Regions from separate parts of the Mus musculus genome. Here regions 1, 2, 3 and 4 are each linked to region 5. Evidence: chromatin contacts called from public HiChIP or PLAC-seq and promoter capture Hi-C data. All regions are on one chromosome and are shown on one strand. The core of a region is the stretch at or near the end of the contact, and the rest is flanking DNA. Distances in the headings are between cores, read along the strand shown.

What was found. Promoter capture Hi-C pulls out the DNA fragments that hold promoters and counts their contacts. HiChIP or PLAC-seq counts read pairs in DNA pulled down with a chosen protein or histone mark. Capture Hi-C pulls out chosen DNA fragments and counts their contacts.
Region 1: a contact with region 5 is called in a promoter capture Hi-C map of adipose tissue. The contact joins the promoter of Fam185a here to the promoter of Napepld in region 5. A contact is called at or near these places in 10 of 39 promoter capture datasets (the 3T3-L1 cell line, the C10 cell line, cranial neural crest and 5 more), 2 of 484 Hi-C or Micro-C datasets (CD4 T cells and large pre-B cells), 6 of 115 datasets of contacts at active chromatin or transcription factors (bone marrow-derived macrophages, effector CD8 T cells, forebrain and 3 more) and 3 of 9 other capture datasets (adipose tissue, liver and pancreatic islet).
Region 2: a contact with region 5 is called in an H3K4me3 HiChIP or PLAC-seq map of bone marrow-derived macrophages, with 4 times the contacts expected there. The contact joins the enhancer-like site here to the promoter of Napepld in region 5. A contact is called at or near these places in 14 of 39 promoter capture datasets (the 3T3-L1 cell line, the C10 cell line, cranial neural crest and 9 more), 1 of 484 Hi-C or Micro-C datasets (uterus), 8 of 115 datasets of contacts at active chromatin or transcription factors (bone marrow-derived macrophages, cardiomyocytes, effector CD8 T cells and 5 more) and 3 of 9 other capture datasets (embryonic stem cells, liver and pancreatic islet).
Region 3: a contact with region 5 is called in a promoter capture Hi-C map of the C10 cell line. The contact joins the enhancer-like site here to the promoter of Napepld in region 5. A contact is called at or near these places in 11 of 39 promoter capture datasets (the 3T3-L1 cell line, 3T3-L1-derived adipocytes, the C10 cell line and 7 more), 1 of 484 Hi-C or Micro-C datasets (large pre-B cells) and 2 of 115 datasets of contacts at active chromatin or transcription factors (bone marrow-derived macrophages and pancreatic cancer cells).
Region 4: a promoter capture Hi-C map of pre-B cells shows a contact between it and region 5, with 2.4 times the contacts expected there. The contact joins the enhancer-like site here to the promoter of Napepld in region 5. A contact is called at or near these places in 5 of 39 promoter capture datasets (the 3T3-L1 cell line, the C10 cell line, the HPC-7 cell line and 1 more) and 1 of 115 datasets of contacts at active chromatin or transcription factors (pro-B cells).

The regions. Positions count from the first base shown.
Region 1 is chr5:21,423,539-21,426,238 of GRCm38.p6, reverse strand. Fam185a (family with sequence similarity 185, member A) reads right to left here and starts at 1,336. Exons shown (of 8, transcript NM_177869.4): 1 at 663-1,336. The coding sequence starts at 1,071. It overlaps Ccdc146 (coiled-coil domain containing 146), which reads left to right and starts at 1,562. Exons shown (of 19, transcript NM_029195.1): 1 at 1,562-1,674.
Region 2 is chr5:21,268,974-21,271,673 of GRCm38.p6, reverse strand. It overlaps Gsap (gamma-secretase activating protein), which reads right to left. Exons shown (of 31, transcript NM_175437.3): 20 at 1,644-1,772; 21 at 1,060-1,118; 22 at 426-457. Among named protein-coding and RNA genes, the nearest start is that of Gsap, 84 kb to the right of the region's middle. Within about 2 kb of position 1,388, at least 44 of the 459 cell types and tissues checked have an H3K27ac peak or open chromatin away from gene starts, as enhancers often do. A contact at or near this core is called in bone marrow-derived macrophages and uterus, where this site is marked.
Region 3 is chr5:21,439,644-21,442,343 of GRCm38.p6, reverse strand. All of the region lies in intron 4 of Fam185a (family with sequence similarity 185, member A), which reads right to left. Among named protein-coding and RNA genes, the nearest start is that of Fam185a, 16 kb to the right of the region's middle. Within about 2 kb of position 1,278, at least 53 of the 459 cell types and tissues checked have an H3K27ac peak or open chromatin away from gene starts, as enhancers often do.
Region 4 is chr5:21,316,766-21,319,627 of GRCm38.p6, reverse strand. It overlaps Ccdc146 (coiled-coil domain containing 146), which reads left to right. Exons shown (of 19, transcript NM_029195.1): 7 at 26-99; 8 at 1,415-1,642; 9 at 2,656-2,842. Among named protein-coding and RNA genes, the nearest start is that of Fgl2, 54 kb to the left of the region's middle. Within about 2 kb of position 1,472, at least 1 of the 459 cell types and tissues checked has an H3K27ac peak or open chromatin away from gene starts, as enhancers often do.
Region 5 is chr5:21,699,857-21,702,708 of GRCm38.p6, reverse strand. Napepld (N-acyl phosphatidylethanolamine phospholipase D) reads left to right here and starts at 1,313. Exons shown (of 5, transcript NM_178728.6): 1 at 1,313-1,504.

The DNA.
Region 1 (2,700 bases), core at 87-2,586, 280 kb after region 5:
AATGTCCTCATCTGAAACGGTGACAAAAGCATCCACCCTACCGAGCAACTGTGAGGGTTAATATAAAATAATTTTAGAAGAGGTAAACGGTGCTATTGCTATCATCAGCAACACCATCCTTCAGTTCCAGGAAGAATGAGAGCCCCAGAACCCTTTCTAGAAAAGTATGTGTGCTCAGCGGTTTGCATCTGGGAAATAAAATAACGGGACTCAGATGCCTAAGAAATACGTTTTGCAGGTACTATTATGAATTTCCCCAGACAGTCTTAACTATGTGTCTTGCTTCAAAGTTTGTATTCGCAGAGAATTTACTTATGCCTAAATGAATAGACATCTACCAACCTGGGTACCTGTTGGAAAGCAAGGTTTTTTGTTCGTTTGTTTTTGTTTTTGTTTTTCTAGATTAGCTGGAAGCATCTATACATAGAGCTGACGAGGGACCAGAGCCCCGAGATGTGGGCTACCAAACCACTGGATAGTTATCAAGAAACCTCAACCCTGAACGATGCTAATGACTGTGATGCTAATGGCTCCACAATGTAATTAGACTCAGATTATTCCAATACAAGCTTCCACTCGGCTTTAATTTTCCTCCTTAATTGGAAACCCAACGCTTAAACACTATTAGTTTTGTGACCCAAACCCTTTTTCACTTCACTTGCCAAATTTGACGGGCGCGTTCACCTCCACCGACGCCTGGGGGTCGATGTCGTCCGACAGAATGGCCATCTCCTGCCGATCAGCATCATACTTGACCTGCAGGCTGTCCAGGCCGCGCGCCACGTGCTCCACGCCGCACACCGCCACCTGCACGCGGTCGCCATCCGGGTGCGCAAGGGGATCCAGGGGCCTCACGGCCAGGTGGCAAGGGAGCCGCGCCCTCAGTCGCCCAAACGGGCTCACCTGCAGCGTCCACTCCCTCAGAGCCCCACGCGCCAGGCCGGCCCCAGAGTCATCGGGCGCTGATCCCTGCCGCTGCGCCCCACTGGAGCCGCAAGTCCGAGCCCCGAGAGCTCCGACCAAGGCGCCCGCCCGCACTCGGGACGCGCAAGGAGGGAGGCGGCCGAACATGCTCTCCCTTGGAACGCTTCAGCCTTGGCTCGCTGGTCCCGGGACCACAAGAACCACGAGCTGCCTCGGGTCAGTCACGAAGGGGACAGCATGCACGGCTCCGCCAAGGAAGAACGAGCCAGGCCCCCAGCACAGTACTTAACGCCTTAAATCCCGGTAGGAAAGTTAAAACTTCAAAGAGCCTAGTTGAAACCCTGACCTGGACAAGTCACCTATTTCCGCCCCTTTGGCGGAGGCCATCGGGATATGTAGTTTTAAAGGAGCCAAACATCAAGGTGTTCTGGTAACTGTGAAACTACATATCCCAGGAGACAGTGCGCTGAATACACAGACTGACAGCCGATTGGTAGAGGAGCCCCCGCTCCCCCCTCGTTGCTTTCCCGTTGCTTCAAGCCCATTGGCCAAGAGAGCAGAGAAAGAAAAAAAGTTAATGTAACTGACCAATAGGAAGAGTAGAAGGGACGGGATAAACTCAGCTGTGGTTACTTTGGATACCAAGGACGCGACTCTTAGGAGAGGGTGAAGTTTTGAAGTGAGACCCCAGGGACCAAAACACACGGAGAAAAATAAGAGTTTAAACAAGGATCAGGACCAAAAGAAAGGGTAAGAAACAGCATGTTTATAGATGGGAATCAGATTCAAAGTTAGGAATACTTTCTTTAGGTAGTTAGAACCAAAGGTCACCAAACTAATGTGGATTCCCTGGGAATAGAGAATCCCCCTCACAAGAGACCTTAGCATGAGAGGACAGACACGTTCTGTTGCTTTCTCCCTTCTCTGTCCTTTAAGGGAACTCCCACTTAGGTAAAAAATACTAGATAGAAAAAGTGTTAGAAGCCAGGTATGGTGGCGCACGCCTTTAGTCCCAGCACTCAGGAGACAGAGGCAGGTGGATTTCTGAGTTCGAGGCCAGCCTGGTCTACAGAGTGAGTTCCAGGACAGCCTGGGCTATACAGAGAAACCCTGTCTCGAAAAAGAAAAAAGAAAAAAAAGGAAAAGAAAAAGTGTTAGAATTCTGGCTCTTTCTTAACTGTAAGTAGTAATCTTAGGCCAGTCATTGGATGCCTTTGGGTTTTACTATTTGCTTATAAAATGATGACACTATCTTCCTTGTCTTGTGTAGAAGTTTTTTTTTTCGTTTTTACCACATTTATCAAATGAAACAATGGACAACAAAGCAGTGCACAGTATACAAAACAAAGTATTTTAGGAATGGCATATGTCTACGTTGCTAAGAGATTTGGAGACATTTGAACTTGGTTAGAGGACAGTCTTGATCTCTTTCCCTGCAACTGGTCCTTGGCCTTAATGGTAAAATAAAATCTCTCTCTCTCTCTCTCTCTCTCTCTCTCTCTCTCTCTCTCTCTCTGGATCATAAGACTTGTTAGGGGATGTCAGAATTTTTTCCTGGTCCTGTTGTATTATCTATGGCACAAGAAATGTTTCTTCAGTTTTGATATAAGACAGACTGTGCTAAATAACTCTATAAGTTAACTCTTTTTTTTATTATTCAGTAGGCAGTAAAGATAATGGGAAATGGGGGGTGTGGACATTATTTCAGCCATATTTGCCTATTCTTCTCCCCATTCTACAAATAATTCCCTAAATTCCTTACATACAGATTTAACT
Region 2 (2,700 bases), core at 139-2,638, 430 kb after region 5:
CACTGAACGATACTGCTTATCCAATGGCCCATCTTTGCTCCCCTAGGACCACACCCAGGGTATGACCTGATGGGAACTAAATAGAAGGCCCATCAGAGACTTGTGTGAGCACAGCTGGAGAGAAAGCAGCTCCTGCCAAGTATACCCTGTGGGTACAGCCAGCAGCCATGCTAATTAGATCAGCTGTGAGAGGAGAAGACCCAGAGACTCCTTCAGCAAAAACATACTTGGCTGCTGACCCTGGAGGTCCCAGTGCTAAGACAGACAGTAACAGAGCTATGTGGTCGTCCTGACAGGGTGAACTAAGAGCTGTTGCCATCCACTACTCTCCACTGTACTGCTGGGAATGATTTTCTTGCCAACCCATTGGTTAGGAAGAACAAGGTTGCGACCGAGATCCGACTTTAACACAGGTCTTTTCTTACCCAGTGTCCTCGTTTCCATGCTAGCAATCACCCTGCAAAGAAATTCTGTGTTATCTCCAACAGAAGCATCACTTTAAAAACTTCAAGCCACAGCACCATGCAGATGTTTCCCCTCTAAAGCCCCAAAAACCATGCAGAAACCATTCTCTGGCTACCTGAAAACTCAAAAACTTTAATCAGTGTACTGAAAGGAACATTAAGCAATTACGAATCTCAAAGCCCTTTAGAGCCAACAACAGCAATTATTTAGAAAAATTGCAGCTGTCAGTTATTGGAAATAACGAAGGCTAAAAACAGAACAGAGGCCGGACTGAGGCCTGCACTTTTAGTTCTCTGAGATGACTCATCTACCCAGAGAATATGCTTTCAAAATAAGAGCAAGTTCCACCAACCCAGCCCACCAACAATTAAAGCAAATCAAACTACTATGTCTTTCATTGCCAGTACTCACTTATAAAAGCCGACTTTACCATTATCCATCATAAGTGGTCCTCTATAGGGTGTGTGCCTATAGAAGTGTCTCCCTCTAGACACTCCAGCACCCAGTGGTCTACAGGAAGCCAAGGACAGCAGTTCCTTGAGAGTTGACCACACAGGCAGCCAGCCAGGTCCATGATAGCCAGATCATACTTACTTCATTGCGTTTTCAAGAATGTTCCTCACGTACATTGTGGATCTCCTTTTGCCCGTTCTCTAGGGGTGAGAACACGTCAGGATAATGGAAGGTGAGATTTTCCTGGATAGCTTTTTTTTATTAACAGCAAGAACAAATAGCAATCTATTAAAGGGTTTAAAAATAATATCATTTTCCATGTTAAGGAGAGCACATTTTTTTAAATTAAACTTTATTCTCAAAGAACTCTATGCAACAGTAGTACAGGGGTCCCTTGGACCCTTCATCCTCTCTCCATTAATGCTTCTATCTGATATAGCTGCACTACAATATCAAAATCAGGAAGTGGATATGCACAGTATGTGTCTAGTTCTATGCCACTCTGCCATGTGTGTAGATTTACGTACTACAGTGTACACTCATTGCTCTTCGACTATAAATGAGCCACATTTGCCTTCCTCCCCCTACTCCAATTTCCTCCTCTAAGAACAAACAGTATAGAGCAGTCCTCCCTGCCCACTGGGTTGTCAGTGAGGTGATGCGGGTGGTGACAGAGGACTGCGTGGCCACCATGGGCCAGCCTCCACTGCTAGCTGTGTGCTCACCTCTTCAGAGATCAGGTTATGCCATTCCCTCCTCACGACGCTGTTGTGATAGTGCAAGTGAGGTTTTGTATACTTAATGTACTCAAGGTTGGAGTTCAGCTTTGCCCAGTACCCCTTCAAGCCGTAGACCTGGAGACAAAAAAAAAAAAAAAAAAAAAAAAAAAGCATTAACTTGAACAGCAGGCACTGTCTGCCGTCCTGCAGCAGGGACCACATGCCTCACTCCATGCCTCTTGGGTGTTGGCATTTCCGAGCAACTCCATCTTTCACAGAACAGGGACACCCACGAGAAGTTGCAAATTGAGAGCCTAGCCTCTCCTCTTTTCTCTTCCCATTTACAATAGAGAGAACTACAATTCACTTCCCAAAACTAAGGACTTCCAAGTTGGTTGGCTCAGCAGGAAGCCATTTCCTCCCTGGAGAGCGATTCTCCTGGCCTGGGTGGTGTCACCACACTGTGTCCCGTCAGAAATGTACTTGTAACTCAGAACAACTGGAACAGGCTGGCTTCCCTTCTAGGCTTATTCACTTCCAAAACCCAGGAATCAAAATGATAACATAAACTCATTTCACAATAATTGTTAAATTCTCTCAAAAAACAGAATTAGTTGGCTTTTAAATCTTTGAATTATTAGTGACTGAAGAATATAACCACTTTTGAAATAATAAAACTCTATACTACTGTATATTTAATGTTGAAGGATATCATGATGATGTCTGTAGCTATGGGAGTCTGGTGAGTGCCATCATGGTGATGTCTGTAGATATGCGGGTCTGGTGAGTGCCATCATGGTGATGTCTGTAGATATGCGGGTCTGGTGAGTGCCATCATGGTGATGTCTGTAGCTATGGGAATCTGGTGAGTGCCATCATGGTGATGTCTGTAGATATGGGGGTCTGGTGAGTGCCATCATGGTGATGTCTGTAGATATGGGGGTCTGGTGAGTGCCATCATGGTGATGTCTGTAGATATGGGGGTCTGGTGAGTGCCATCATGATGATGTCTGTAGCTATGGGGGTCTGGTGAGTGCCATCATGGTGATGTCTGTAGATATGT
Region 3 (2,700 bases), core at 29-2,528, 260 kb after region 5:
TGGTCTGTGTTGACATTAGAAACTATGGGACCATGCTCCTATGATCCATAAAGCGTAAATAAGCTACTTTTGCAGTGATATAGATGACTGCAGATACAGTTGAGAAAAAGGGACATGGAAGACTTCTGTGACAACCCCTCCCTTCCTCCCCAAATAGCAACAGCCTAGACAGGAAGCTGTCATAGAGAACTCTTAAGAACTGTGATAGGACGCTGGAGCATTGCCCTCCATGAGAGATGACTTCCAGCAGGGACTGGAAGGACTCAGCTTTATTTAGAGAGTAGGCCCCTGAGAGTTTGACCATGCCCCAGTGAGAATACAGAGAACATAAACTGATCTTTATTTTTTTGCTGTGGGGGAGGTCATTAGAGTGAGGGGCAGGAAAGGACTGGGAAGTCCTTGGTAGGGGTGTATGATGTTAAATCCTCAATCAAAGAATTAATAAAAATATTATGTTGGAAAAAAAAGTTTAGGATATTAAGCTTAAATATAGTCAATATTTTTATGGTGTGTGTTATACAACCATCTGCTGAGAGGGTGAGAACAAGGAATTCACTGAAATATATGTTCAGGGTCTTACTAGGATGACCCTTACTGCCCCTCCATCCATCCCACCTTGATACTTTAAGCTTCAACAGCACGTTCCTAAAAGCTCTTGGAACAAGGATGGAGGCCAGGTAATCACAGGAGAGGGAGCAAGCGATGTTGGTTTACCTAAGTGATTTAAAATAGTCAAAGCACTGGGTGTACACAATGAGTTAGAGTCTCTTTCTAATCTCTTTCCCTGTACTGGAAAACAAACAGAGCTAAGGACCAAGGGATGGAGGGAGAAACTGGCTGAATAACATGGAAGTAACTGAATAAAATTCCCCTCCTATTCCTGCTTACTCATGCACCAACGCTATAAAAGGAGTTGTGAGATAGTTGCTTTGACACAGAGTGACAATGGACAGCACCAGCAGATAGGTGGGAGGGGACTGAGGAAGTGAAACAGAAGTCCTTCCACTCAACTGTGCATTCTTTAAAGACGGCTACCATTTCCTGCACAACTCTGCACTCCTGGCTCCTAGATACCTGGCACACGGTAGCCAGTCAATAAGTGCATTCAATGAATACATTTAACCGTAGCAGAGGCTATGATTCATCATGTAGAGCCTCCTTTATACCTGAAGGGCTTTTGTTCATAGATGCGGAGAGAACTGCTGGCACACAGCCCTTTGAGGACAGCCCTCTTCGGAAACTGCTTCAACTGAACACAGCCGTCTTGGCCCAAGATCACACTCCTTCCTGGAGCAGCTGGGATCTAATGACCTGGGATATAAAACTCCAGTTTCCCTCACTATAACTTGAGGCAACTCTGAGGAACCTCGCCAGCTTCAGAGCTGTACTTGGGACTGCTGAAAGTCTATCATAGTCTGCCTTCTCCATGGAGATGGGGCTTCTTGCCCTGACATGGCATGGGGCCCAAGAAGTCTCTCCAGTAAACACTGCATTCTTATTTCCATCTCAGTGTTCTCTCAGGGAAACCCTACCTACGGCAACAGTGCATAAGAGACTTATTTAAACCGTGTAAGGAAGTATACTTGACTTCATATTAAAGCCAATAAATGTTCAAAGACTGTAGAAAACAAAACTCTTATAACTAGCAATATTTATTTCAGCTACATTAATCATTAGATCTAGAAATGTGTTCAATTAGTGGTAAATTTCCCCAAATTCCATTCTACCTGTCTAAAATGAAAGAAATAAAATATTTAAAAAGCATTAATGTATTGAATATGAACATGGCGTAAAGCAGAATAGAAAACAGTTGTTTTTCCTGCAGTGTTGGTCAATCAATATCTATCTTGGTAGGGAACTGTTTTACACCAAAACTTACTTGTATATTATTTATAATACTAATATGTCTTTTCTACCAAATGCAATATAAGCTATATCAGACCAGAATAAATAAATAAGTAAATAAATGCAGGTTTAATTGGCACAACTCCCCAGTTGATTACAGTCCCCAAGAACAGGGCTGAGGAAAGGCAGGGAAGTTTTCTAGTTCTCAGGTGAGGTGTGATGACGTGTGAGCCAGGAGCATGGTCAGAAGCTAGGCAGCTGGGAGGGCATTTGGGTAGGTGGTCATGTCAGAAGGCACGTTGCACTGGCTGCCAGGAGTGCCTTTTGGACACTTTCTTTAGAGTTATTTCAGTGCGGACTGGGTTGGGAGAAGGAGGGCAGATGGCTTTTCCCAGCTTGTGCTTGAGCAGGGGTGAGCGGTGGGCTCCAACCAAACAAATGCCTTAATTATGATCCCATAGAAGTGTAATGCTTATTAAAAGTCATTTAAAACATGAAATTACAAATTATTACTACTCACTACTGCAGTACTACTCATGTAGAGCTCTGCTCTACTTTAGGTTCAATACATGTTATCAATGTAGGGACTGTTGAGGCTCAGTCATTGAGTTGAGGTGCAAAGGTTATTCTAATTACCTACGTACACTGTTTTTTTTAAACAGAAGACTATTTGCTGATGTGTTACTTGCTAGCATGACTAGCAGTAACCACGTTCTAATACAACTTAATAAGTTGTGCTTACTTCTAAAACGTGGGAGTGCTGCCAAAATGTATAGACACTGATATCCAGCCTTACTAAGAAGTGAAATGAGCAGGCCATGCATGGAAAAATGTTCAAGCCCACACTTCCTGGAG
Region 4 (2,862 bases), core at 223-2,722, 380 kb after region 5:
TACCATGATTGTATTTCTTTACCAGGATGACGTGGTCCACCATCAAAGTGTTCCTGTACAAATTACAAAGGAGATAGAAAAAATGACACGCAAAAAAGTGTATGGTTTAATATTTTTATTCTAAATCCCTCCTAGGCTACCTCTCCCAAATAATGTGTGTCTATGTTATAATATTTACAAGTTATAATCTTGAAAATACCTGATCTTGGTCCCATATGGGCTCTATGATTCATGTTCTTTAAAAGAAAATAATACAGCAAATGATAATAATTCTATTTCAACTTATAAATTCTGTTTCTATGGAGACCACCAGTGACTTCATCAAGGCTGGGGATTAACCATTTGAACTTAAATTTCATGGTCCCAAATGATGCTCAGACAACCGCAGCCCAAATGATGGCAATTCCTCCCTTTGCATAGATTCACCCTCAGACAACTAGAGCAGACTTGAGTATGAAGATTGCTGAGAAGCTCTTAGGATTTCAGTGATCAAAAAGAAATACAAGATTGGTGCATATAAAAATATTCTTGAGAAATAACGTGATTACTCTAGAAACTGCTCTTAAAAGAATACAGGAAAATGGAGCAGTGGTGATTCTAAAACCCAAGGTCACCAGAAGGGAAGTTAATGGAGTCAAGTCTGGTCCTGGAGGCTAGTCACAATGGGAGCAGAAACCACAGGTGACAGAGTGCCATCTGAGGAGAAAAGAGAATGGGCAAATGCCTGTTTTCAGGAGCATTCTAGGAAGTTATCCCCTGTCCCTCCCTCCCCTCTCCCTTTCCTTCTCCTTCTCCCTCCACCTCTGTCCTCCCCTTTCCCTCCCCCCTCCCCCCCCCCCCCTCTCTCTCTCTCTCTCTCTCTCTCTCTCTCTCTCTCTCTCGTGATGAAATACCCTGACAGAAAACAACTTAGGGAAGAAAGCAGTTTATTTCAGCTTACATTTCCAGAACACAGTCCATCATCGAGTGGATATCAAAGCAGGAATTTCCAACAGTAATCATGACACACATAGTCAAGAGCAGAGAGATGGGAAAGAATTTATATGCTTCTGCCTGCTTGTACTCAGCTTGATCTCTTCCCTCTTATACAATTTAGGATCTCCCTGCCTAAGGAATGGTGCCACACACAGTGGGCTGTGTCTTCCCACATCAATTTACTTAAGACAGTCTCCCACAGACAAGCTCATTGGCCAACCCAATGGAGATCATTCCTCACTGAGAATCTCTTCCCATGCAATTCAAGTTGATGAAGAAAGCTAACAATCACACCTCCAAGTATCTCCTATCTTTGACCTTTACATCCTTCTAAGCTCAGTAAACTTGTGACTAGTATATTTTTGTCTGATAATAGGTAGAGACAGCATGAACTCAAAATAAGCCCTCTTACTTCTGCTTCTGTGTGTACTCCCTACAGAGAAACAGAGAAGAAAAATATTGTCTTGGAATCTGAGTTGAAAGAGCTAAGTGACTCTTTAAAGAAGCTTGAAAACAAAGTCAACACTCTTGCGGAAGAAAGGGATGACATAATGAAGGAAGTTGAGGGCAAGCGAACCTTACTAGAAGTCAAAGAACGAGAGTATGGCCAACTGCTTAAACTATTGGAACTAACCAAAGAGAACGAAGCCTCCTCGCTAGCTGAAAGGTTGCTTATATTTCTGCACATTCTGTCATTTAAATTTTAATCAATGATGTCCTGAAGATTCAAAATATTACCAATTGATTGTATGCTGTTTCAATAACAAGTTGTAGAATTATAAGTCAATTTTTAACCATTAATTAAATGTACCATCAAAGCACTTTGAAATATTTTTCCTATTCTTTAATTAAAATTTCCTCAATTCTATGATTCTGAACTTAGGAATAAAATCTATTGTTGACTGTAAGTTTATGGGGAACTATATTGCTGAAATATGCAAGTAATTCAGACACTTGCCAATCAGTGAGTAGTATTTCTGACATAATCCCAGCATTTTCTGGATGAGGGAGATTTCATGGTGTGATTCCATACTGGAATATTTTACTTCCGACTCTGTGTATGTGTGGGTGGGGTATCCACATGTATTCATGAGCTCATAGAAATCAGAGGCCAACCTCTGTGTCATCCACCTTGTCTTTTGAGACAGAGCCTCTCCTTAGGACCTCGGACTCCCTGATTAGGCTAGGCTAGCTGGCTAGTGAGCTCCAGAGATCTGGCTGTCTCTGCCTCCCCAGCACTCAGATTACAAGTGGGTTCTATCAGTTAAAGCTTGTTACATGGATATAGGGGGCTCAAATCCTGTTTGTGTGGCAAGCCTTTTCCAACTATAGACTCTCCTATCCCCTGACTTTTCTTAAATGCTAGAGGTTGAACCTGGGACTTTGCCCTGGTAGGCAATTGCTCTACCACTGGCCTTTACTTTATTTCTTACGTTAAAGTAAAATTTCAAGGAAGGAAACTCGAAACCCATGACTCCCCAGCCTATCATTACATTTAATTTATAAGATTATACTTCTAAATGATACCAACACACAAAAGTAGCTGATTTGGGTTTCACTTATGGTTTATGGTTGTAATGTGAAAAAACTTCTGTGTATAACCTTGAGCATGCTGTCTTTGATAAGCTTAGAAAACTGTATAAGACAAGTCACTTTGATCTTCACGCTTGATCTGAACAGAGGGATCTTGGATATCAATCTACGGAACTGTCTCATCGACAAGCAGAACTACCATGATGAACTTTCTCGTAAGCAAAGAGAGAAAGAACGAGATTTTCGGAATCTGAAGAAGACAGAGCTGCTCCTGAAAGTGTCTTTGGATGCGCTCACTCAGGCACAAGCCATGAATCAAAGGCTTCTACTAGAGGTGGATATGAAAACACAACA
Region 5 (2,852 bases), core at 64-2,563:
ATGCTAGGAATCGAAGCAGTAATAGCAGTCTGTCCTTTGGGGTTGAATTTGAAGTGTGTCTTCCCTTCTTTTTTAAAATTTGCTAATGCATGTCGAGAATTATTCAGCCCCACCCAGGCGCAAAAGAGCTATCAGGAATAAACTTTAAACTTTTGCTAGTTTTACACTTAAAACTAGCAAAAGGAAAACAATCAGTTACAACTGCAAACTACCCTGAGGAAATCAAGTATACATCGATAGTGTCCTGCAGTATTAGATAGCTATAGTCACTTTCTAAATGCATTATAGTTTGGTTTGCATATTCCTAGCGTATCTGTACTAATGCCTGGTCTTTCTTTTCTTTTTGCTAACACAATCTCAGACACAATCTATTTAGTTCTGGTCTATGAATATATCTCACAAAGACCTTCAAGAGTATTTAAACTGTCAGCCTATCTATTTACCATTGAATTCTGTATGACTTTGCAAGTTATCTCTTGAAATAATTTCAACCAGTTAAGAATTTCAGAATTGTAATTTTATGTTTTGATCTTATCCTGAGATTTCAAAAAGCCAGACATTTAGAACATTATATGCCGAAGGCTGACATAATTTAAAATGTAACTGAGTACACAAGGTAGTGGAGCCATTTATACTCAGTACTCACTATATATAATCAGTGTCTGTAACCGAGCTCTTTAGTCAAGACTGTCAGTGCTGTTGTACATAGTGGGCCACGACAGGCACATTGGGCAACCAGATTCTTCTGGGTTTAGCAACTGTCAAGGAATGAGCTCACGTGACCTGGAAGGCTGGGAGCCAAACTGGTCAGAGAGCTTTGCGGTATCAGTTCTGCTCGCTGCGCGGACTTTACCAAGATGGCCTCGAGGCCTCTGCGCCTCTGTCCTCCGGGGCAGCCATCTTGGTAAAGGCCAGGCAGGGGGTGGCTCCCGGTATGACCCGGCTGCAGCCTGGGACCGCATGGTCAGAGACGACCGCCACCAAAGATGGGGAGGCGGCGCGTGCTGAGGCGCTGCGTGCAGCTGTTGGTGTCCTCAGCGGAGCTGGGGTGGCCGGGCCGAGGGAGGAGAGACGCGGGAGGAGGGCGTAGAGCGGCTGGGCCCGCAGAGCCGAGGCCCTCAGGCGAGGAGACGCGACGCAGCGCGCGCCTGCCTGCGCTCCGCGCAAGGTGAGCCCGCCCCTTCGCTCCACCCTCGCAAGATGGCTCCGCCCCTCGAGCTTCCGCTCCGTCCAGCAGCCTCGCTTCATCCCGCCCTCTAACCAACTCCGCCCCCCGCCTTCCAGCGCCGCCCACCGGCATGGCCCCGCCCACATACAGCGCGCCGCCTTCCCGGGAACCTGAGCGCCTGCGGGTGAGCCTCCCTGCTGTTAGCCTGGATCTTCGCGGGAGGCGGTTCGGCGACCGCGGTTCCTTTTCGTTGGTTTGCTCCTTAGTCTCGATATCTGCGTGGAACAGCCTTTCTGGGGCTGTTCGGATACCTCGGTGAAGTGCAGCGGGTTTCGAGTAGGTTTCTAGCACCCAAGCCCTGCCTCCTCCTGGAGATGCACTTGTGAGTGGCAGGCTTCTTTTGAATTACCGCACCTCTGGAGTTGCGGAGCTTGCATCTCTGGATCCGCTTACGTGAAGAGCCACCGCGTTTTTAGGCGCCCAGAGGGAAGTAGCTGTATTTGGGATTTAAGATCTACCCTTCCTGCTGCAGACTCCCTGGTTACAGCTCCACGATAGGAATACAAGTGGGTGTATCTTCATTTGGTTGTATGTAAATGAATGGGGTCCACAACTTGCTCAGAGCAACTTATTTCAGCTTCGGTGTAGTATTTATGTCCTAAAAAAATCCATCCCCAAAGCATTATTGCCGTTTTTCTTAAAGTAAGAGTAACTTATTTAACCACAGAATGAATAAAAGTACGAGGCGGGATTAGAGAAGGATGGCAATAGACCTTTTTCTTTCTTTTCTTTTTCCTTTTCTTTCTTTTGTACTGTGTTTGCTCATTAGATCGGCTATTCTTGATGGCGGTTCATATGGACTCCTCTTCCCAAGGAGCGCGGTATGAACCCGGTTGTTGTGAATATGCGTTCAAGGTCTCCAGTGGAACCTGGATAATGTGTACTAACAGTCAGACCCAGAAAACATTAAGGGATTGAGAAAAGTCAACAACATAAAAAAAAAAAAGTCTGGGATTCTTGCTTTGCCCTTACTGTAGGCTGTTTATACGTTGTTATGCTGTGACTTGCATGGGTGGTTTTGGCTTAGCATGAAGTCAGAAAGCCACTTTTGCAACACACTTCTCTTAAATTAAGAAATAATTTTCATCTTTATTAACAGATGGACGTATAACAGTTCTGTTTTGTCACATTGGGTAGAAGTTAGTGGTAACAACATGATTTAGAAAGAAGTTACATAATCTTTAAAAGGGTGATTACTTGTATCTTACAACAGTCTAATTAAAAAAAATAGTTTGATTTTTGTTGTAAGGAAATGTTAGCTCTGTTAAAGATTTAGGGCAAAAATGTGCATTTAAAATCAGAATCTAAGAGGAATCGAGGGTTTGAAATGGGTGTAAGTCAATTGGAAATACAGTCATAATTTTCAAAGATTTTATTTTGTTAATATTTTTACAGGCTTCATCCCTTCACGAATTATATAGCAAGTGTCCAAGAGACAAACATCTCTAGTGTATTTATCATGTTTCCTTTTCCACCCACAATTCCAAACTCGATCAGACAGATTCTGATTCCAAAACTGATGATTTTTTATTTTTTATTTTTATTAGATATTTATTTACATTTCAAATGTTATCCCCTTTCCAGGTTTCCCCTCCAAAAACCCCCTATCTCCTCCCTCCTCCCC